5 separate regions of the Mus musculus genome follow, and regions 2, 3, 4 and 5 are each linked to region 1. A link is a contact called in public Hi-C and promoter capture Hi-C data. All regions are on one chromosome and are shown on one strand. The core of a region is the stretch at or near the end of the contact, and the rest is flanking DNA. Distances in the headings are between cores, read along the strand shown. Region 1 holds the start of Zfand5 (zinc finger, AN1-type domain 5). Region 2 holds the start of Fxn (frataxin). Region 3 holds the start of Fam122a (family with sequence similarity 122, member A). Region 4 holds the start of Vps13a (vacuolar protein sorting 13A). Region 5 holds the start of Rfk (riboflavin kinase).

Region 1 (4,103 bases), core at 171-2,670:
TCGAGGTCAGACCCGAACTCTAAACTCTAATGTGCTACTAAGCCTGACCTTGTGCAAGTCCTTAGTCTCCAGATTTCAGACACCTCTGCCAAACAGTCAAATAGTTTTTTTTTTCTAAGAGCTTCTTTCCATACTTAATACCGGTTCCAGCCACAAAACAATTTAGAACAACTAAAAGAAATCCCTTATTTTGGGGCGAGACACTTCAAAAACAAACTTGAAATGTAAAAGTGAAATATTTTCAGCAGTTGAATAATGAAATCTCACCTAAAAAAATCAAAATAAGATAAAATTAATTACTATCTTACTATTCCCTTGATTACTAAATACCGATTTTAAGAAAGGAGGCTCTGACCTATATATTATTTTCTTCTAATTATCTCAGGTAATATTCTTAGGCAGCTCCAATCGACAGTTAGCTTATAATACCTTCCCTCAGAATACAACTACACGGAGTGCACGGAAAGCAAGCAAAATGTCAACTTCACAAATGTTCACGTAGGAAAGAAACAAAGGGAGAGGCGCTCGACTTGCTTCCATGCAAAGGATTTTGAGGGAGAAGCTTAACCGCATTGGAAAAAACTAAAAACCCTCCGGGAGAAGAGCCGTCAGTCCCGGTTCCAGCGATTTCGACCGAGTTCGGGACCCAGAGGCCCCCCACCCCCCTCGCAGCGCAGGCCGCGCTCCGGGAAGCCCGGTAGGGCCTGCTCCAAAAACCACTGAGTCATGCACTCGACGGTCCCTCGCCGGAACAACTCGGCTGTGCAGGGAGCCAGGCGCGGCAGTAGCCGCCTCTGCCATTGTCTATCCTGTCGGTCGGTCGGCCGGCCGGCACCCGGCGCCGCGGCACGCCGGGCATTGTCCCGTCCAGCCCGCTGGCCCGGCCGGGCCCGTCTTTGTGCTCGCCGATCGGGCGTGCTCCCGCCCCCGCGCCGTCCCGGCTCGCGCCACTTACCCTGCGGGGGCCCGGATGCACTAGCGAGCTGGCGCGCGACGCCGGGCGGTGGGCCGGGCTGAGGCCTCCGGGAAGGGCTGGCTAGCGGCCGCCGCGGGCCGGAGCGGAGCGGAGCGCAGGCGGAGCTGCGCTGGCGCCGCGGAGGCCTCCTTTGTTCGTGCAGAAGCGCCGAGGCGGCCGAGCCCCGCCGCAGCTCGGGTGGGAGGGCGGCGGGGGAGGAGAAGAACCGCAGGCCGCGGGGCTAGCGCCGCTCCAGGCGCCCGGCCGCCGGCACCTCACGCCTCCACAGCGACGTCCCGGCCGAGTGAGGAGGCGCGCGGAGAGGCCTGAGCGCCGACGGGGCCCGAGGACTGCGCTCTTCGGGCTTCCGCGTTCGCCAGAGACTCTGCGCGACTCCGGGCAGCGAGCGGACGCCTGACCAGATGCACACCGCTCAGCGATCCCGACGACTGACGCTCTGGCTCTGACCGGCGCTCGGGATCTGAGGGAAAGGGCGGCGGGGGCGGGGCCTGTGCGTCAGCGAAAACCCGGTCGGCACGCCCGCGGCGCGATGACGTCGCGGGACGAGGCCCCGCCCCTGACCTGCAGGCACTAGCCGGGGGCGGGGCCGCACTTGGGGGCGGGGCGAGTCCGGAGGCTGCGGTCACCGTCGCCCAGTCACCCTCCGGCCCGCGGGGCCCTGGGTGGAGCTGCTGCGGCGGGTCCACGGAGGCAGCGCTTCTATTTTTAACCCTATTGTCCGCCCTCAGCCACCCACACCAGCCCAGTTTCTCACGCTTCGTCCCCAGCTCCGCCGGGGTCCCCTCCCCGCGGGACGGGAAGGCACGGCCCGGAGGAGGCTGGCAGGGTTCCGGGTGTCGCCGCAGCTCCGCCTGCCACCGCCCAAGGTCGCGGTGCGCTGCCAGCTCTGAGCTAGGACCGCCCACCAGCCCCAGCCCCGCGCCGCCGTTCTGAACTGTTAAGCCAGCCTATAGAAACCCCTGGAAATTTACTATTCCAGTGAAGCACGGAGAACCCTGACAAGCCTGATGAGATGGAGCAAGAGGGACAAACAAGCCGGACCCCAGGCAAGGGCAAGGTGCTGGGTACCTGCCCAGAGCACGAACAGAAGAAGCTTTCTGCTGGTCTCTCCGTGGGTTCTGGTCACAAAATGTCTCTGCCGAAATCCATAAGGGCTACTACCTTAGCTACAAATATGCACTTAGGGTCCTTCACTTCGGGTATTTAAGAACCGTAGGCCTTGAAGGGCTACCTTAACGGCATTTATGCACTTAGGGTCCTTCATTTCGGGTATTTAAAAACCCTAGGCCTATCTCTAAGGTACCCTAGGGTTGGCCTTGACTGGGACACACGAACCTCATTTCTAGATTTTGTATTTGTGATATTGTGGAAGTAGTGTGGGGGAGGGGTGCTGCCCTGATGCTCCAAATCTAACTGCTCCCTGCACAGCAAGTGGACTAACCGGTACATAATACATTTTAAAAACCTATTTCGGGGTTATATTGCTATGGTCAAGTAATGTATTTCAGACTTAGTTTGGGTCATTTGTCCTAGGATCTTTGGGATTTATTTCTGTAAACTAGTAAATAATAAAACTAACTGCTACCATTTACCAGCCATTTCAGTGTCATCTATTTTTCATTTAGGGTCTCCTTATTTATCACAGCAGTTTACTGAGAAAAATGCCCTCCCTGTCCATTTGTCAGGGTAAGGCAGTCATGATGAAGGATGCTCTTGCCTGAAGCGCTAGAGACTAATGGAAACCGTAATTATGAGGATAAAAATAACTTCAGAGATTTTTTTTAAATAGAGCATACCTTATTGTCTGTCTCTTTTTATTCTTCCATTTTAAAAAGAAGAGCTTTATAATTTATCTTGTCCAATTTAAACAACAAAGTCATTTTAAAATCAAGCTGTTGATGCTAACAAAACTTATCAATAGTGTAAGTTAAAATTGACAAGTAATACAAATCCGAGTAATTTAAAATCAGTATATTGTCTACATGTATTAATGCATTTATGGTGACCACATGGTAATATTGACACATAAACAAACAGATAAAATTGTATGCAGTGTGACAAGAGTTTTAAGAAAGAAAGAGAAGCCTCAGCTCCAGCCGTCTCTACTAGGAGCTGTTCTGATAAGCTTATTAAAGAGAGAGTTTGGTTTGTTTTGAGATGGTCTCTTTGTGTGGCCCAGACTGACCTGGAACTTGCCTTTTAGACCAAGCTGGCCTTGAACTCACAGAGACCTGCCTACGTCTAGTTAGTAAAGGCACAAGCAGAGTCTGTTAAGGAATGGAACATCACAGACAGAGATTGAGAGATCAAGAGATTAAAGAGGACCAATAACCCCATGTCAATATTTTGGGAGGAAACGAGAAAACAAAACAAACAAACAAAAAACCCACATGCTCTAAGTCTAATGGTGACACATACACGCACCTTTAATCCCAGCACTAAGGAGGCAGAGGCAAATGGATCTCTGAGTTCAAGGCCAGCCTGGTCTACAGGGCAAGTTCCAGGACAGCCAAAGCTGCCTAGAAACCCTGTCTCAAAAAAGAAGGCAGCAGGTCGGGCAGTGGTAGCAGAGTTAGTTCCAGGACAGCCAGGGCTACACAGAAACCTTGTCTTGAAAAACCAAACTAGGAAGAAAAAAAAAAAAAATGGCTGTAGTGGTTGGTATACAGTTTTAATCTAAGCACTCAGGAGGCAGAGACAGGTAAATCTCCAGGGGTACAGCAGCCAGATGGGGAGTTCCAAACCATCCAGTTTCAGTTTACAGCTTCCTGTGTTTTCATTAAAAATGTAACTATTTTAGAAGGGTGTGGTAGCACACACACACACACACACACACACACCTTTAATTCCAGCTTCCAGTTTCAGGTCTGCCAGGGTGACATAGTGAGTTCCTGTTTTAAAAAGAATTCAAATCAGGATAATTAACTTATGTCATTGTCCCCTAAGATAGAGGGGGGACTTTATGGAAGAGGGCGGGCAAGGAAAGAATGTAAGAGCCAGAAGACAGGGAGGAGTGCAGTGGAAGGCCATCTTCTAGCATGGATGGGGAGGAGCTCTGGACACCTGAGCCGCTATGGGGGAGGAGGGTAAGTTTTGTTAGTATGGCCCCATGTAGGTTACCCATTTT
Region 2 (4,041 bases), core at 55-2,554, 3.0 Mb before region 1:
AGGGGGAGGGTTGCATTAGCAGTCACTACAAACTTCCCCTTTCCTTTGTGGCTTTTTGTGGGAAATCAGAAGCAATAGTATCCCAAGTCAGGTGGTACATGGAGGATGTTCTTAAACGCTTTGCTGCTGACCGCTGCTGTCATTCAATCCTTCTTGAGACCCTGGAGGCAAAAGACTCCTCTGACACTGTCTCTTAACTCTTGAAGCTCAGAGTTCTCCAGTGTCATAATGGCAACCCGAGACAATGCACAGACTCCTTCTCACACTGACATAAAAGCCAGGAGAACTACCAGGAGTGTGAGGAACCTGTTGGGGCTGCTGGGGGGGAAAAAAAAAAAAACAGCTATGAGGAGAACCAATCACCAGTCCTGACTACTCCTCATCCAAGAAGCATTCGGGTACTTCAGCCGGGCACTTCCTTATTCCTACTGTTGTTTCAGAATCCCATACATGTATACAATGTGTTTTCGATCAAACTCACCTGCCACTCCCAACTCCTACCGAACCACCCCACCCCTCCTCCCAATTTTATGTTCCTTTTTAAATTTTTATTTATTTATGTGTTTATTTGTTTATTTACTTATTTATTTTGACTAGGTCTCACTATGTAGCTCCGGCTGTTCTGAAACTCACTATGTAGCTCAAGCTGGCCTCGAACTCCATATACCTGACTCTGCCTCTCGGGTGCTGGGATTAAAGGTGTACACTACCACCGCTCTGAATTTTTTTTTTTTTAAACCGACTCCACTTAGCCCTAACAGTGTATACAGTGTAGGACCATCCCCATGGAGCTAGGACAGCCAATCAGAGGCCATATCCCAGAAGAAAACTCACCCTCCCTCATCCTATAGCCATCAGCAACCAATAGTTCCTCGGCTGAGCCTGGGGCTACGGAAGCCCCTCCTCCATTCATGCTGCCTGGTACTTCTATTGCCTAAGAGATGCGGAATTTGAGATGATCGGGCAGTTGAAGCTAGCTGTTAGAACTAGTTTTGTTTTGTTTTTTAAGCAAAGCTATTTTGATCACCAGCGTATCTTCAGAATCACCCACTACCACTCTGTAAAATTGTTGTCAGCGAATAAACTTGCAGGGGTCAGTGTTTACACACTAGTGCTGCCCAAGGGATACGTTGCGAGTTTGGCGCAGAGCAGGTTCTGGGTTCTGGTTAAAGGTCTGCACAGGGCTGTAGTGCTGGACCTGCGCGCAGGAGCCCAGCCGCGGCGCTCGGGGGGGGGGGGGGGCGGGGGGGGGCGGGGGGGGGGCACGGCCACCAGGTGGCACCACCGAGTCCTCGCGCGGGGCGGAGCGGCCGCGGAGCTGGAGTAGCATGTGGGCGTTCGGAGGTCGCGCAGCCGTGGGCTTGCTGCCCCGGACGGCGTCCCGGGCCTCCGCCTGGGTCGGGAACCCGCGCTGGAGGGAACCGATCGTAACCTGCGGCCGCCGAGGCCTACATGTCACAGTCAACGCCGGCGCCACCCGCCACGCCGTGAGTACGCGCTTCGCCGGGCCGCACACCGGAGCGCAGGCCGCGCCCGCCCCTATGCCGGGGACGCGCAGCGCGCACGCGCCGAGTCGCTCTGGTTGCGCGCGCGTTTGGGTGCAGGGCGCGCGCGGTGTTTGCGCGGGCTTCGGACCTTGGCGGTGGGGATGGGAAAAGACGAGTTTCCGTAATTAACACAGGATGTATAGCGTGTGCAGCAGGGCGTGTTTATTATTGTGTGCACTCCGAAGTTGCCTTTTTCAGGGCGTGAGACTAATGGGGTTGTGGAGTTGCTCTGAGCAGGGCTTTTTGTTGCTTGTTTGCCTCACTCTGTATCCCTGGCTAGCCTAGGATTGGCTGAGTACCCCAAAGTGGCTTCAATCCTGTGATCCTCCTGCCTCCTCTCTGCTGGGATCACAGGTGTAGCAGCAGAGCCCTAGAGTCCAGCTTTTGGAAAATGAGGGGATCTTGGTTCCACGTTCTGACTGCGCGGCGCTGGAGAGCCCTGTGACCTTGGGGAGACCCTAACTGTCTGGGGGCAGGGCTTGGCTTTCTGTTCCGAGGAGATTAAAGGGTAACACCCATTTTGCGATTTTGGCGGGAGAATTAAACTGTATTCGCAAAGGCCTTAGCACTTCAGATAAGTCTCGGTTCTTAGTAGATGCAAAGAACAGAATCTGTTACTCCGTGGCTTGAAAAGACAGCAGTAGGGTGAAGGAAGGCTTTCCGGAGAGGGCCGTGATAGATGCCAAAGAACGGGTCTGGGGAGCATTCTAGGAAGGGGAGAGCTATGGACAAAGGTGGAGTAGGCTGTGGGATAATAATGTCTACAGGTTTAAACCCAGCTTAGGATTCTTGAGGTCCTGTCATTAAAATAAAAAACAATAATAAAAATAGGGCTAGCTTTGTAGCTCAGCAGTGACATGGTCACTTAGCGTTCAAGAGTTCTTGGGTTCTTTCTATAACACTGAAAAAGAAAGTTTAAAAACAAAACAAACAAAAGTGGACTGGTCAGAGAGAGAGACGGCTAGGGTTTGAAGGGCCGAACCTGTAACCCATGCTTCCTCAAACACTTTCTTGGATGTTTACTGCCCTGTTCTTCCCTTGCCTGGCGCCTGACAGCTGGGCTCCAGTTGCAGCTGTGCACTTTGGATTTCTGCATCTCTGAGAGCCTGAGCAACTTTGTCTTTGGCATCTCCGTTTCCTCGCCTGTACAATGCAAATACAGTCGGTCCATCTTTATGCTCAGAGTCTGTTCTCAGTGGCTCAATATCGTTTACGGTCCCCAGTTGTCTACCCTGATGCTCCTACAGTCACTTTGAAAGCGGCAGACTGGCCAAAAGCGCAAGGCTCATGGAAGGTGTCCCCTCCCGGCCGTTGTCCAACAAGGCTTGATTCCGCTGTCACGGAGTGAGCAGATATTCAGTCTCTTCAGCGAAATGCCTGTTTGCGTCGATGTACCTGTGGGAGACTTTGTCGTTTGAAAGTGGTCCCCAAGCCTAGAGCCACAGTAAACATAGTAAGATTGTGGAATGGCTTGCAAAGAAAATGTATGAAAGAAACACCTCACTCAGGTGGGCAGTGGTGGCACAGGCCTTTAATCCCAGTACTTGGGAGGCAGAGGCAGGCGGATTTCTGAGTTCGAGGCCAGCCTGGTCTACAGAGTGAGTTCCAGGACAGCCAGGGCTACACAGAGAAACCTTGTCTCGAGAAAAAAAAAAAAAAAAAAAAGAAAGAAAGAAAGAAAGAAAGAAAGAAAAAAAGAAACACCTCACTTCAGCATGAGTTATAAGTGTTCTTGCTTCAAGTTCAAAGCTGACAAACCAATAATATATAATAAATAAAGTGTCTTTAGACAGACATGCACAAACAGAATTATGCATACGCATTGGCCATTTGATAGTTATGACCCTGAGACTTATAGGGACCCAACCTGTGCCCCCTAGGAACAAGTAAGTGAGCACTGCAACTCTATAGGGCTACCCCCTCCAGCGGATGATGATGGAGTAGGGGATAGAGAGATGGCTCAGCATTTAAGAACACTTGCTATTCTTAGAGAGGATCTGGGTTTGATTCCTGGCACAAGGCAGCGCCCAACCTTCTATCACTCCAGTTCTTGGAGATCTGAGATCGGCTGCCCTCTTCTCCCTCCAAGGTCACCCACATACATGCTGTGTATATCCATATACTCAGGCACACACACACAAAATACAAGATAATTATTTTTTTTAAAAAAAAGATGATCACGATGAAGTTCTTCCCTCATAACTCCATGAGGGAGAAAAGGATTCTGTGAGTCCATTCAGCTAAAGACAGAGCAGTGCCAAGCAGAGAGAGACGACTCTCGAGCACATGGCAGCTGGTGCGGTGTAGCCATGGCCACTTGAGATACAGTCAGCATAGCTATCTTAGCCAATGGAGAGATGCTCGATCTGGTGCTACCTAACCATGACCACCTGAGTGAGATACAGCTACCACAGCTGTCTTAGTCAGTGTTCCATTGCTGTGAAGCGACACCATGATCAAACATTTAATAGGGGCTAGCTTTCAGTTCAGAAGT
Region 3 (3,894 bases), core at 26-2,525, 3.2 Mb before region 1:
ATAACAGATAAAGCCCAAGCCTATTATTCCCCTGCCTAATACTGCTCAGGGACTTATAATCATAGGACTGGGCGCTCAGTCCGTTGACCTCTCAGGTCACCTGTCTCCTTCTTGATTTTTCTTTCCTTGTTCTTCCCCAGACGGGTGGGTATGTTGGCCCTTCGCATTGGTTGGAACACTCGGCCCTGCCCCCACCTCCCACAGTCCACAGGATTTGTCATTTACAACTGAACTCTGCCCAACTGCCCCTCAAGGGCTATATATAGGTAGTGCTTGACCACACCGTCCCACTTCTACCTCCAGCCATACCACCAAAAGTCCCCTATTTTCTCATCCCCCACTCCCACCCAGTAGAAACTGAATGTCCTCACACAAGTCCATTTCCTAGCACAGTACCTGGTACATAGTAAGTAGGTATGCCCGAATAGGAGACTTGACTGAATAAATGAACACATACAACTTCCCTGTTAATGAGATACAAAGTTTTGTATTAATTACATAAGCTAAAAATCTGTTGATCTATGAATGTGTCTTTTTTTTTTCTTTCATTGGATTCCCACACCAAGTGAACATTAGTATGTGCACGGTTAACGGCAGAAATATGACAACTTTTTTAAAAAAGATGTCACAAAGCTTCTTCCTCCCAACCGCCTTAAGTCTACTATTCTCTCTTGGCCCTCCCCGATTCTGTCCTAGTGTAAATCAACCTCCTCTTTGGCCTTTTCCCTGTAGGTTCTAATCCCATGTCTTCTTCCTCAGACCTCAGCCAAAGGCTGCTCCTGTACCCTAATATGCTTCCTTGAGAACGCCCGGGAGTTCATTGTTCTCAAAAAAAGCCCAGAACTTGCTCTTGTCCACCATCAGGCTAACAACCCTGTCCTCCTGGTTCCTGTCTGTCACCTAGCTGGGTAGCAGTGGCTCCCTGCTTCCAGTCCAGTTTTACAAAGCGCCGCCGTGGCCTCCTTCAGACTTCCCTCTGGGAAGCCCACCAGGCCGGGCCAAGCTCAATCATGAAGCCCCACATCACCAAGGGCCTATCTTTCTGAGCTCACACTTGCTTCATAAGCACATACACTTCTCAATGCCCCGGCCTCCGTAACCTGCCTTCCCGCGAGCCCGCGCCCAGTGACTATTTGCGGAAGAAACGAACACTGGAGTCGCCCAACCACTGCTCGCCCCCTGCCCCCGCCGCGGCGCCGCAGCCATGACGCACTAAGCTGGCGCCGCGAGAACGGGCGTGCCAGGGCGCCTGCGCGAAGGGGCACGCCTGCGCAGAGGCGCGAACCCGCTGACAGATTCTCGAAGGCGGCGGCGGCGGCGGCGGCCTTGGGCCGCGGGGAATGGGAGTCCCAGGGCCCTGACTGAGCACCGCCCCCGCCTCCCGGCCGCGCCATGGCTCAGGAGAAGATGGAGCTGGACCTGGAGTTGCCCGCGGGCGCGAGCCCGGCGGAGGGCGGCGGCCCTGGCGGCGGGGGCCTGCGGAGGTCTAACAGCGCCCCCCTGATCCACGGCCTCAGCGACTCGTCGCCGGTGTTCCAGGCCGAGGCGCCCAGCGCCAGACGGAACAGCACGACGTTCCCGAGCCGCCACGGCCTGCTGCTCCCGGCCTCGCCGGTCCGAATGCACAGCAGCCGCCTGCACCAGATCAAACAGGAGGAGGGCATGGACCTGATCAACCGAGAGACCGTTCACGAGCGCGAGGTGCAGACCGCAATGCAGATAAGCCACTCCTGGGAGGAAAGTTTCAGCCTGAGTGACAACGACGTGGAGAAATCCGCCTCCCCGAAGCGCATCGATTTCATTCCGGTGTCTCCGGCACCGTCCCCGACCCGGGGAATTGGGAAGCAGTGTTTCTCACCGTCCTTGCAAAGTTTTGTGAGTAGCAACGGACTGCCTCCAAGTCCCATTCCCAGCCCAACCACCCGATTTACCACCCGGAGAAGCCAGAGTCCCATCAACTGCATTAGACCAAGTGTTCTTGGACCATTGAAAAGAAAATGTGAAATGGAAACTGATTATCAGCCAAAGAGATTTTTCCAGGGCATCACCAACATGCTGTCTTCTGACGTTGCACAGCTGTCAGACCCCGGTGTGTGCGTATCTTCCGATACCCTGGATGGAAACAGCAGCAGTGCCGGATCTTCCTGTAACTCACCAGCGAAAGTCAGCACTACCACCGACTCTCCTGTGTCGCCCGCCCAAGCAGCCTCCCCCTTTATTCCAGTAGATGAACTTTCCTCAAAGTGACTCACTCATCTTGAATCCCCCTCCCCCAATGGAGAGACAAAAAAACAAAAACAAACAAAAAAAAAAAGAAAGAAAAAAATCAAGTTAGAGCAAGCACTGAACTTTGTCGATTACGTTAAAGCCGTTTCCTATTTGACTCTTCCCTCTTTTTGGAAATTCCTGAAATGTTATTCTAGAGAATTTCTATGTCAGGTTCCTGGGGATGCCCTTGAATTCAGTGTAGTAATATTTTCGGACTTTTTATCAATAAGTGTGTTGAAGCATACATTTTACGCTGCTAATATGTCTAAATACATATGTTATCCCTTGATTTTTTAAATAATTGAGAGCTCTATTTATTTATGGGATTATTAAGTTCTGATGAAAATATAAATGTTGAATTTCAGTTTAGTAAACTGATGTTTTAAAATTCCATAGTTCATGGCACACTAATTTTTGGTGTTTTCAATGGTTGCTATTTTACATCTACTGAAGAATTTACCTACTTACAGCTTTAAAAAGAATGTTAGTCATATCAGTCCATTGGTTGTCTAGTTTACCCAGGAGCCCTTGGTATTTAATGTCCTAGGCAGAAAGGTGGATGGGAGGGAAAAACGACAAAAGGAGAAATAGCACTTGCAGCAAATGTTTTAAAATTCAGTATATAAAGTAAATATTTACGGACATTTTCTAACACTTTTCATAGTAACTCTGGTAAATCACACTAATACAAGTACAGAAATGACAAGTTTCTTTGTGAAAACATTTTTAACCAGAAAGTGCATTCTTTTGGGTATAGTCCTAAACAAGCAGGGGGACGGTGCCTTGTAGTCTTAGCTCACATGGAGACAGGTGAAGGCAAGGCTCTTGCTGCCATCTCAGATTTAACACTTGTGAAATGTAAATGTGTGAGAAGCACCGTTGAGTGTTGGAGAATACCCAGACAGACGATACTCTCTCAATCCTTGATAGACTTGAAGCTATCCAGTCACGTCTCCATTCTTAAAATTCTTGCCAATGAGAAGCCAGAGCAGCTCGTGGCTGCTTTTTTTGCTCTGCCCATCTGTCACCTTCATCTTTTTCCCTTGCTCAGGAAGGAAGCAGTTGTTTCCTTGCCAACAGGTACTTCCCATTTCCCACCAAGCTAGGGCGTGGCTAGATAAAGGTACCTCTGACTTGGGTTTCTAACAGCGTGATACATCTCTGTAGTTGGAGTTATATTAACAGCATTGGAAATGTCAGTTAATTAAAGACCGATGATGATCAGTGGACAGTCACATCCATAAATCATCACTTAGGTTTTCTCTCTTTTTTTTTTTGCCAGGGGGTGGGGGTGGGGAAGTTTCCGAGACAGGGTTTCTCTGTATAGCCCTGGCTGTCCTGGAAATCATTCTGTAGACCAGGCTGGCCTCGGACTCAGAAATCCACCTGCCTCTACCTCCCAAGTGCTGGGATTAAAGGCGTGAGCCACCACCACCCCGGCACTTAGGTTTTCTTACAGGTAGAAGTATGGGCTGCTTTTTCTTTTACAATTAAGATAAACAACAAATGCTTTTTATACTATACTTCTTTACAATACTTCATCTGTCCTAGAAAGGTAAGACAGATTGAATGAATAACAGACCAAAAGAAAAAGGTTCAAAACAATACTTTGAGAAAGACCTGACA
Region 4 (3,957 bases), core at 261-2,760, 4.5 Mb after region 1:
CCAACAAACTCATTGGTTCTCCAACGTGAACTTTGATGGAATCATATCTGCGTTTGTCCTTGGGGACCATAGGAGAAGCAGTCCAGTGTTTTATATCTTCTCTGGGATCAAATTTTAGAATAGGCTCAAGAGACGACACTGCCTAATAGCATTTGCTTCAGAGGACCTGAACTCCGTTGCCAGCACCCACCCACATGGAGGCTCACAACCTCCTGTAACGCCAATAACCAGAGAGCTATTCCTGAGGGTACCAGGTACGGATGTAGAAAACACTTATACACACACACAAATGAAATTTAAAATTGTGCTAAATAAAAACTCATTAAAAAAAACCAACATGGATGAAGGTTTAGAATCTTGATAGAAAAATCCATGAAAACAGAAGGGGTCCTATTTGGGAAGAAGGAATCAGTCAATAGGACAAGAAAGAGTCATGGGTAATAAACGACCAAAATATACACATTTATCAAGATGTTATAATGAAACCCATTATTTTGTAAAATATATGCTAATATATTCTTTAAAAGCTTAAAAAAGTTTACACTATTTTTGCTCTTTTTTTTTTCTGAAATAAATTTGAGATACTTGATGACTATGCACAAAATACACTCAGTGCCAAATCAGGATGTGCCTTGCGAAGAGAAAGTTGAAAGTGTACTGCTGCCTCTGAAATCCTCAGAGGATTAATGTCGGTTCTGTAAGTTGCACCTCTGTCTTGTGACCTCAGGACTTTGGGACCAATTTTCTCTAAGTCCAAGCGTGGAGCGGAGACACTACTTATTTTAGCTTGGCCACTAAGGCTCAGAGGTGTCTTTCTTGGTTCTTGGCAGGCTCTCTGCTGTCTCCGGACTGACTCAAACGTGCTACTCTTTAACATGACTGGCGGCTTTCACATAAATGATTTGACCGGAAAAAGGTGCCAAGAGCAGTTGCACATTAAGAACTTGGAATTTATCTCCCAACTTTACTCTCCCTCGCCCCTCCTCAGCACAGATTAGTAGCTGAGGAAGTAAGGGAAGGCAACTGAAGGGCCAGTTCGCATCCTTGCCAGGAGAAGGGAGAACGTCAGGAAGTACCCAAGCACCAAGGCTGGCCGAACCTCACAACTGGTAATAATGGGGGAAAAGCGTCCTGGGAAACTGCCTCAGGAAACTTCCCGCAACCTCGCACCAAGCTGTACACTCTCCACTCTTTGGATCCCGCGATCTTAGTTTTCTCTTTCGGAAGCGGCGTTCCTGTCGGTTATCATCACGCCCCGCCTCCTAGAGAAAGTTCGCTGCGGGTAAAAAGGAGAATCATTCCGGGGCGGGGTCTCCAGCGCTCGACTGGTGTTCTGTTGCTAAGCGACGGATAGGAGGCGCGGCCGGCGGGAGAGGCCCGGCGGTCCGCTCGCGGGCAAGGGCGGGCCCGCGGCTGCGCAGCCGCCGTCCTTCACTCTCGCTCCCGGCCGCGCCTCCAGTTCCGCGTCGGTCACGCCCCCACGCGCAGCCCGAGCTGCGCACGCGTGGTGCGAGCGGCTACCTTCCTTCTGTGGGGCTCGCGGTCGGGTTGAGGGGACCCGGCAGCACCCGCACCGTAGCTGGAGCGGGCCGGGAGCCGGTAAGCCGAGCCGTCTCGAGGGAGGAGCAGCCCGGGTAGTGCCGCGGTGCCCTCCGCGGCAGAGAGGAAAAAAAATGGTATTCGAGTCGGTGGTCGTGGAAGTGTTGAACCGGTTCCTGGGAGACTATGTGGTGAACCTGGACGAGTCCCAGCTCTCCCTGGGCATTTGGAAAGGTAACGGGGTCGCCGCTCCAGGGTCGCGGGAGACGGCGGCGCGGTTTCTCGTGGCTTCGGTCCTTGGCCAGCCCGGCGCCGCCACCTGCAGCTGCCCGCCTCGCCCTTCAAGTTATGTAAAGCGGGGCGGCGGTTCCCGGGCGGGCGGGCGGGCGGCGCGAGCCGTGAGGTTGGGGGAGGCGCTGGCTGAAGCCTCGCGTCCCGGTGGGGCCGGGTGCTGGTGACCCTTGGCCTCCGCTGGGCAAGGGAGGCATCCCTGGCAGTTTGGCCCCGGGCTGTCAGGAAGGCTCCGGCGAGCCCACGGGGAGTCGCACGCCGACTTGCACGTGAAGACCAGGCGCCGTCCGCGAAGACACCCTTCGTCCCTTCCCTGCCCCACTTCACCGTGCTTTCTAGGCGAGTTCCGGTCCGGCCACTGAACTTGGACTTGGGTGTTGCTTAGCTGGGACAGGCAAATGACAGGGGGAATAAAAGGAAAGGAAAGCCCCTTTCAGAGTATCTCAGAGTTACTTAGGTTTTCAGGTCGCAGCCTGACCAGGTGGGAATGTGGGTGTTTGTAAGACCTGAGTTTTTTGTTTTTTTAAAGAACGAAAAGAAAATGCAGGAAAACAGACGGTCAAAATGTAATTTGGGCTTTCCGTTTCTCGGACCTGACGAAGACGTGATGAGCACTCCTCTCTGTTGCTTAGATGGGAAGGGCTGCATCTACCCCTTCACTGCAATGATTTACCTAATACAGTGTCTTATTTTTAGTGTTTCCATCTGTATTGCATTAGACTCTTGTTTATTTTAAGTAGCTATTAGCAAGTAGAGGCCTTTTTTGAAATGAACGTTCCAGGCCAAAGTTAGGGTTAATTATTTGTGTAAATAGTGTGTGCATTCTCTGATAATGTACTTACTTAAAACTTTCTAAAAGTTCTCGTTTATCTTGAGCCTTCTCATTTTTGAAATAATGAAAACAAGTAATTTAGTTTTATTAAACAAACAAGCCCTCAATGTAGCTAGGTACCTTCTTCCACGATAACGTGGGCAATTGATCTGTAAGAGCTAGCACAGCCTCTTTGAGATCAGGTACTTGCAAGTTGCTTAGTCTGCGCTGCTTCTCAGTTGCAGAGTGAGGATAACAAAACTCTGTAGCTCAGAAAAAAAGCCTGGAAGAATATCTGAGCTGGTACCTGGAGAGATGGCTCAGTGGTGAAAAGCGCTGGCTACCTTTCCAGATGACTTGGATCCAAGCCTGGTGTCCACATGACAGCTTACAATCATCTGTCCCAGGGCATCTGCCTTTCTCTTCTGGCTCTAGGGGCCACTGCACACAAGCGTGTAGTGCACAGACATACACACAGGCAAAACACTCATACATACAGATGAAAACAATAAAATGAACAAGAAAACGTTACTTGAACAGTGGTTTGATTTGTAGTGAAATGTTTTGTACATTTAAGGTGCAGGCTGTGTAAACTATAATTCACCAAATTTATGTATTTAAAGTTTACCTAGAATAAAGTTGAGTCTTGTGAATAGTTTTGTTTTAATAAACCTTAAGAATGTTTCAACTATCTCAATAATGATACAAAAAGATTATAAGCCTAGGAAATTCCCACTTCTTTTCTTTGTAATTGATTCTTCCTCGAGTGGCAGTTACTTATCTGTTCACAGTCTGCTGGTTTGCTTTTATTTTTAAGAGTGTTATAAACTGAATCCTTTGGCTTTGTAGCTTTTTTCTTTTTGAGATCCAGTTTCACTATGTAGCCCAGGCTGGCCTGGAACTTAGAATCTTCTTGCTTTGGTTCCTGAGTGCTGGGGTTAAAGGCCTGTGCCATCACACTCAGCTTCTGTGTAGCGGCTTGAGTCAGGCTTCTTAACAGAATGCAGAGAAGTCGTCCATGCGTCATTCACGTCCTGCATACATCACCTTGTCCTGCTCAGAAGCACGGGAATGGCAGGACAAGGTGATGTATGCAGGACGTTAGGGCTTGTTATAGACACAGGTTTGCCATCTTTGCAGTATTTCCTTTTTGGCAGTTAAAGGGCAAGGTGCATCAGGTGTTAGTGTGAACATAAATTATTTCTTTGGAGTAAATGCCTAGCAGTGGGATTGTGAGTGGTAAGTAAATATGTAACTTTATGAGAAGTGAAATGATAGGATTTGGTTAAAGTCTGATTGTGTCTCCTAAAAGTTCT
Region 5 (4,480 bases), core at 82-2,581, 3.9 Mb after region 1:
AAAAGAGCAAGATGTGACTCTTACCATGGACTTTTTCACATTCTTATAGTACGGGTTCCATCCAATGCTCACCACCATTTTATGGACATCGCCGCTCCCAACGCTGGCCCAACCATAATAAATGCCAGTAGACACATCAGCTGGAAGATTGTCCACCACTTGTTCAGGAAAATTGGCTAAATAGAAGTAAACAGATATTCATTGCTACAAGATTCACATTAAACATTGATTAAAAACATATTAAAACGTTAACTTGAATCATTACACTCCCAGGATCTTTCTGTTTTCCAACCTTCCACATTCCGACTTGAATTTCTTCTCTTCAGACAGCACAGGTTACAAGTGAGGCACAAAGCAAGTGTATAAATCTCTTCCCTCCACCCCAAAAAGCCACACGAAAATGCCCAAGTGGAAACAAAGACACGAAATAAACACAGAGGTTTATCGTAAATTACCCATGTAGTCCTCCACTTGGGAGGCTACGAGAGATCCCCTGAGAGATCCCCAGAGCTCAGGGAGTAGGAGGAAGCCTTTGGAAACAGAGCGAGACCCTATCTGTTTGAATTAAAACAAGCAAAAGTCCCTGCTTTTTCCTAGTAACGCCCCTAAGTAGGCTGAGTCACTTTAAAAGATTCTTATTTTCAAAAAACACAACCCCAAATCCCCAATTCAAAGATTGACTTAATAGGTCAAGGCACAGCCCAAGGCATCAATTTTAAGAATGGACAATCAAGTCTTGATTACTAAAACTTACGTAGTCAGACCAAATAAACGTCGGCTCTCATAGAACTACCCGTGTTGTCATTGATCACTACACAGTAGCATCATTAGAATGGAACTTTCAACAGCTTGAGAGTTCGGCCAATCCAACCTGCGGTGCCTTCCCGGACGGGGCTGCGCAGCTCGTCGCTAGCGGCAGGAGCGCGGCTGCCGGGTCCCCTGCCCACGGCCTAGAGCTCCACGGCCCCGCGACGCGCTCACCTGTGGGGATGCCCAGTTGCTTGGAGCCGCGGCCGAAGCCACGCACCACCTGGCCGCGGCAGAAGAACGGCAGGCTCCTCATGACGCTGACCTCGGAGGACGCGGGCTGCTCCTCGCTCCGTGCCTGCGACGGAGCCGCCGTGAGTGCGGCGCCGGGGCCCGGACCAGCCGGGGGATCCCGCGGGAGCTGGGCCGGCGGAGCGAGACACCTGCCGCGACCAGTGCCTGCCCGCAGGATAGCACCCAGCCGTCAGATCCCAGCGGCCGCTCGGCCGGAACTACGACAACCGCGGCGAATGCACAGGTCTGCGGCCCAGGCGACCGGCCTGCTCGGCTTCCGTTGCTCTCCCGCCGTAGCCCCGCCCCCGCCGTTGCGGACCCGCCCAGAAGCCGCGCCCCGCTCGCCGACATCGTAGTGCGGACCGTCCTCACCTCCTGCGGCTGAGGCCCCGCCCTCGCCTCTGTGGCCCCGCCCTCACCCATAGCCCAGCCTCTAATTGTCGCCTTTTCAGCTTCTGAGTTTGGGCTTTGCTGAAATAAGCGTTGCTCACAAGATAACTTAAGTTGTTCTTTTCCTCCACAATTTTGAATAAAATTCTGCCCAATCTTTGCAATCACTTTCTTTTCCCTTACTCGTATGTAACTCTGAGAATGTTCAGCTGATCTTAAAAAATGTTTTCTCTATGTTGGGAACATTCTTGATAACGTTTCATTTCCTTGACTCTAGTATACTAACACAAAACAGGTATTTGTAACTGACTGTGAACAATCAGTTGAGAGAACTCACTGCCTTCAGACCAGCATAAAACAAATATGTGTTGAAAGAACAAAGCACACTACCAAGGTGCTAGGGAATTAACGGGAAGGAAACTGTAACCCCGGGCCCCATAGGACACTCGCCCAGTAAACACTCTAACAGAAGTCTTTAGAAAAGTTTAAATGACTGTGGCTGCAAGCTCACGCTAGCCCTAGATAAACTAGAATTTGAATGCAGACCCTGCTTCCTTGAGCAGCCAATATATGAGAACTACTTAAATGGGAGGATCTGTGCGAGGGGATACTGGGAGAAGGGAGCGCTGCTATTGGGACGTAAGGTGAATAAATACTTTTTTTTAAACAGAAAAAGAAAACTACTTAACAGGTTGCCTGGCAATATTAAAAGTGTGAGCCAGGCATGGTGGTGCATACTTATAATGCCAGGAGTCAGATGCAGAGACCACGGGCTACAGAGACCTAAGAAACTAAGAATGTAATCACTTACCTGCTTAGGGGGGGGCGGTTTCTTTTTTCTTTGTTTGTTGAAGGTGGTGGTAATTGGATACCGGCTCTATTCCAGACTGGCCTGGAGCTCACAACTCTGTCTCAGCCCTTCTGTGTACTGAGATTATAGGCATGCACTAACACAACTGGGTAAGAATGTTTTTAGTGCTGTCTTCCAGGTGTCTTTCATTCCAAATAGTTGATATGTTAGAATGGTAGTTTTCAGTTTCTTCATCACCAGTGACAAAGCACACAGGGAGGTGAGAACCAGATACATCATGCTGGGTTTTATACCACCAAGTCCACGCTCTAAGGGAGTGAGAGAACTGAGATAAAATGAGGAATAAAGATAGATGGTTTTGTATTTCTTTTGGTTTGGTTTTTCAAGACAGGGGTTCCCCGTACAGCGCTGGCTGTCCTGGAACTCACCCTATTGACCAGACCGGTCTTGAACTCAGAGATCTGCTTGCTTCTGCCTTCTAAATTAAATCTGGATTAGAGGTGAAGGTGTGCCCCACACCTGACCTAAAATAGATGATTTTTGAGAAATAAAATAGGAAGGGTGTGGATTCAAGACTAGCATGACCTACAAAGTAGGTTCCAGATCAGCCAACTCTGTCTCAAAAGAAAAAAAGAAAAAGAAAAAAAAAAAAGAAAAGAAAAAGGGAAAGAAGGAAGGAAAATAGATGCTAAGTACGTGTCATACTCTCTCATTTAATTTTGAAGCTTGGTTTTAGCTGTGTAGCCCTGGCTGATCTGAACTTGCTGTTTAGGAGAAAATGGCCTTGAACTCACAGAGATTCGCTTGCCTCAATCTCCCAAGTGCTAAGATTAATGTCAGGCCCCACCATGCCCAGCAAATTCCTTTTTCATGAAGCTATTCGTATGCATTCCTATAGATGCATACTTTGTACATTCAGGTAGCTATGGACAAGAAAATTCTGTTTCTTTTCCACTGCATCTTGGTAGCCTCCGAGGGCTCTCTTTTACTTAAAAATGAAGTTGCCTTTCCGGGCTCTATCTCTGCTTCATCTAGTCATCAAGTCAGAATCTGTCAAAGCCACTTCAAAAATGGGGGCCAGGAGTGCTTGCAGATACTCAGATGTGTGTTTCATCCATGTGATTTATTGTTTTTCACACTCATTAATAGTGCTCCGATGTATTTGGTTCAGAAGATACGTTACTGGACCTTCTTAATTAATATTACTTTTGCAAATCTAGAGTTGAGAGAGAGAGAAAGAGCATGGAGTTGTCAAGTTTAGTGCTTTTAAACGTAAAAATCTCCAAAGTATTTCTATTGCTCTTTCTGAATTGCACTTGCAGTGCTTGGCCTCTGCCTGCAGGGAAGGAGACCCTGCCCAGCCATTGACTGGCTAGCAATTTTATTTACCAATCAGAACCAACTTGGGGCAAGGACCCTCAGCATCTTACATATGAATTCTCATGCAATTCTCGGGAACCCAAATAACATAACACAAGTGTTAGACTAAATCCACATCAGTGTGCAGCACCAAGCCTCTGAGGAAAAGGGTTTTATGTCTCTAGGATGGAAAATCATGGGGGTACAGTCAAATGACATGCAGAGCCTGCTGGTAAAGCCAGTTCATGCAGATTCCTTTGGGCCCTTGTTTGGCTGGCATCTTCAGGGATTAACTTCTTGCTGGAGTAAGGAGGAGGCTACCTTTGTCATTGTAAACCTATGCCCTGCTTCTATAAAGGCAGAGAGAGCTTGCTCATAGTTCGAGTGATGTTTGTTTGTTTGTTTGTTTATTCATTTGTTTGTTTTTTCAAGACAGGGTTTCTCTGTATAGCCCTGGCTGTCCTGGAACTCACTCTGTAGACCAGGCTGGCCTCAAACTCAGAAATTCGCCTGCCTCTGCCTCCCAAGTGCTGGGATCAAAGGCGTGCGCCACCACACCCGGCAGTGATTTTTAAAAAGGATTTATTTTATTTTTGATTGTGTATATGTGTATGCCTGTGTATGTGTACGTGTGTGCACGTGAATGTCAATTCCTGTGGATGCCAGAACCATCGAGTGTTCTGAAGCTGGAGTTACAGGCAGTCATGAGCTGATTAAGGTTCCAGCAACAGAACTTGGGTCCTTTTCAAAAGCAATACATGCTCTTGCTCAAGTACTGGGTGGTCTCTAGCCCAGCTCAAATAAATTTTATGTTAAAGAAATATGGTTATCTATTCTGATTTTCTTCAACAGATAGTATTAGTACAGCTGAATTAGGTT

What was found. Promoter capture Hi-C pulls out the DNA fragments that hold promoters and counts their contacts. Hi-C and Micro-C count contacts between places; a contact is called where the count stands out from the background.
Region 2: a Hi-C map of CD8 T cells shows a contact between it and region 1, with 4 times the contacts expected there. A contact is called at or near these places in 2 of 484 Hi-C or Micro-C datasets (CD4 T cells and CD8 T cells) and 1 of 130 datasets of targeted methods (T-cell acute lymphoblastic leukemia).
Region 3: a Hi-C map of CD4 T cells shows a contact between it and region 1, with 4 times the contacts expected there.
Region 4: a contact with region 1 is called in a promoter capture Hi-C map of pre-B cells. A contact is called at or near these places in 2 of 39 promoter capture datasets (cranial neural crest and pre-B cells) and 1 of 484 Hi-C or Micro-C datasets (CD4 T cells).
Region 5: a contact with region 1 is called in a Hi-C map of CD4 T cells, with 5 times the contacts expected there.

Annotation. Positions count from the first base shown.
Region 1 is chr19:21,269,595-21,273,697 of GRCm38.p6, reverse strand. It overlaps Zfand5 (zinc finger, AN1-type domain 5), which reads right to left and starts at 1,420. Exons shown (of 6, transcript NM_009551.5): 1 at 956-1,420. LOC115489044 (atherin-like) reads right to left here and starts at 2,240. Exons shown (of 2, transcript XM_030251153.1): 1 at 2,208-2,240; 2 at 956-1,923. The coding sequence starts at 2,240. The coding sequence ends at 1,231.
Region 2 is chr19:24,277,853-24,281,893 of GRCm38.p6, reverse strand. Fxn (frataxin) reads left to right here and starts at 1,304. Exons shown (of 5, transcript NM_008044.3): 1 at 1,304-1,487. The coding sequence starts at 1,329.
Region 3 is chr19:24,474,855-24,478,748 of GRCm38.p6, reverse strand. It overlaps Fam122a (family with sequence similarity 122, member A), which reads left to right and starts at 1,275. Exons shown (of 1, transcript NM_026520.3): 1 at 1,275-2,970. The coding sequence starts at 1,393. The coding sequence ends at 2,247. The region is part of intron 1 of Pip5k1b (phosphatidylinositol-4-phosphate 5-kinase, type 1 beta); the gene reads left to right.
Region 4 is chr19:16,778,486-16,782,442 of GRCm38.p6, reverse strand. Vps13a (vacuolar protein sorting 13A) reads left to right here and starts at 1,510. Exons shown (of 72, transcript NM_173028.4): 1 at 1,510-1,773. The coding sequence starts at 1,674.
Region 5 is chr19:17,390,894-17,395,373 of GRCm38.p6, reverse strand. Rfk (riboflavin kinase) reads right to left here and starts at 1,331. Exons shown (of 4, transcript NM_019437.3): 1 at 982-1,331; 2 at 25-176. The coding sequence starts at 1,063.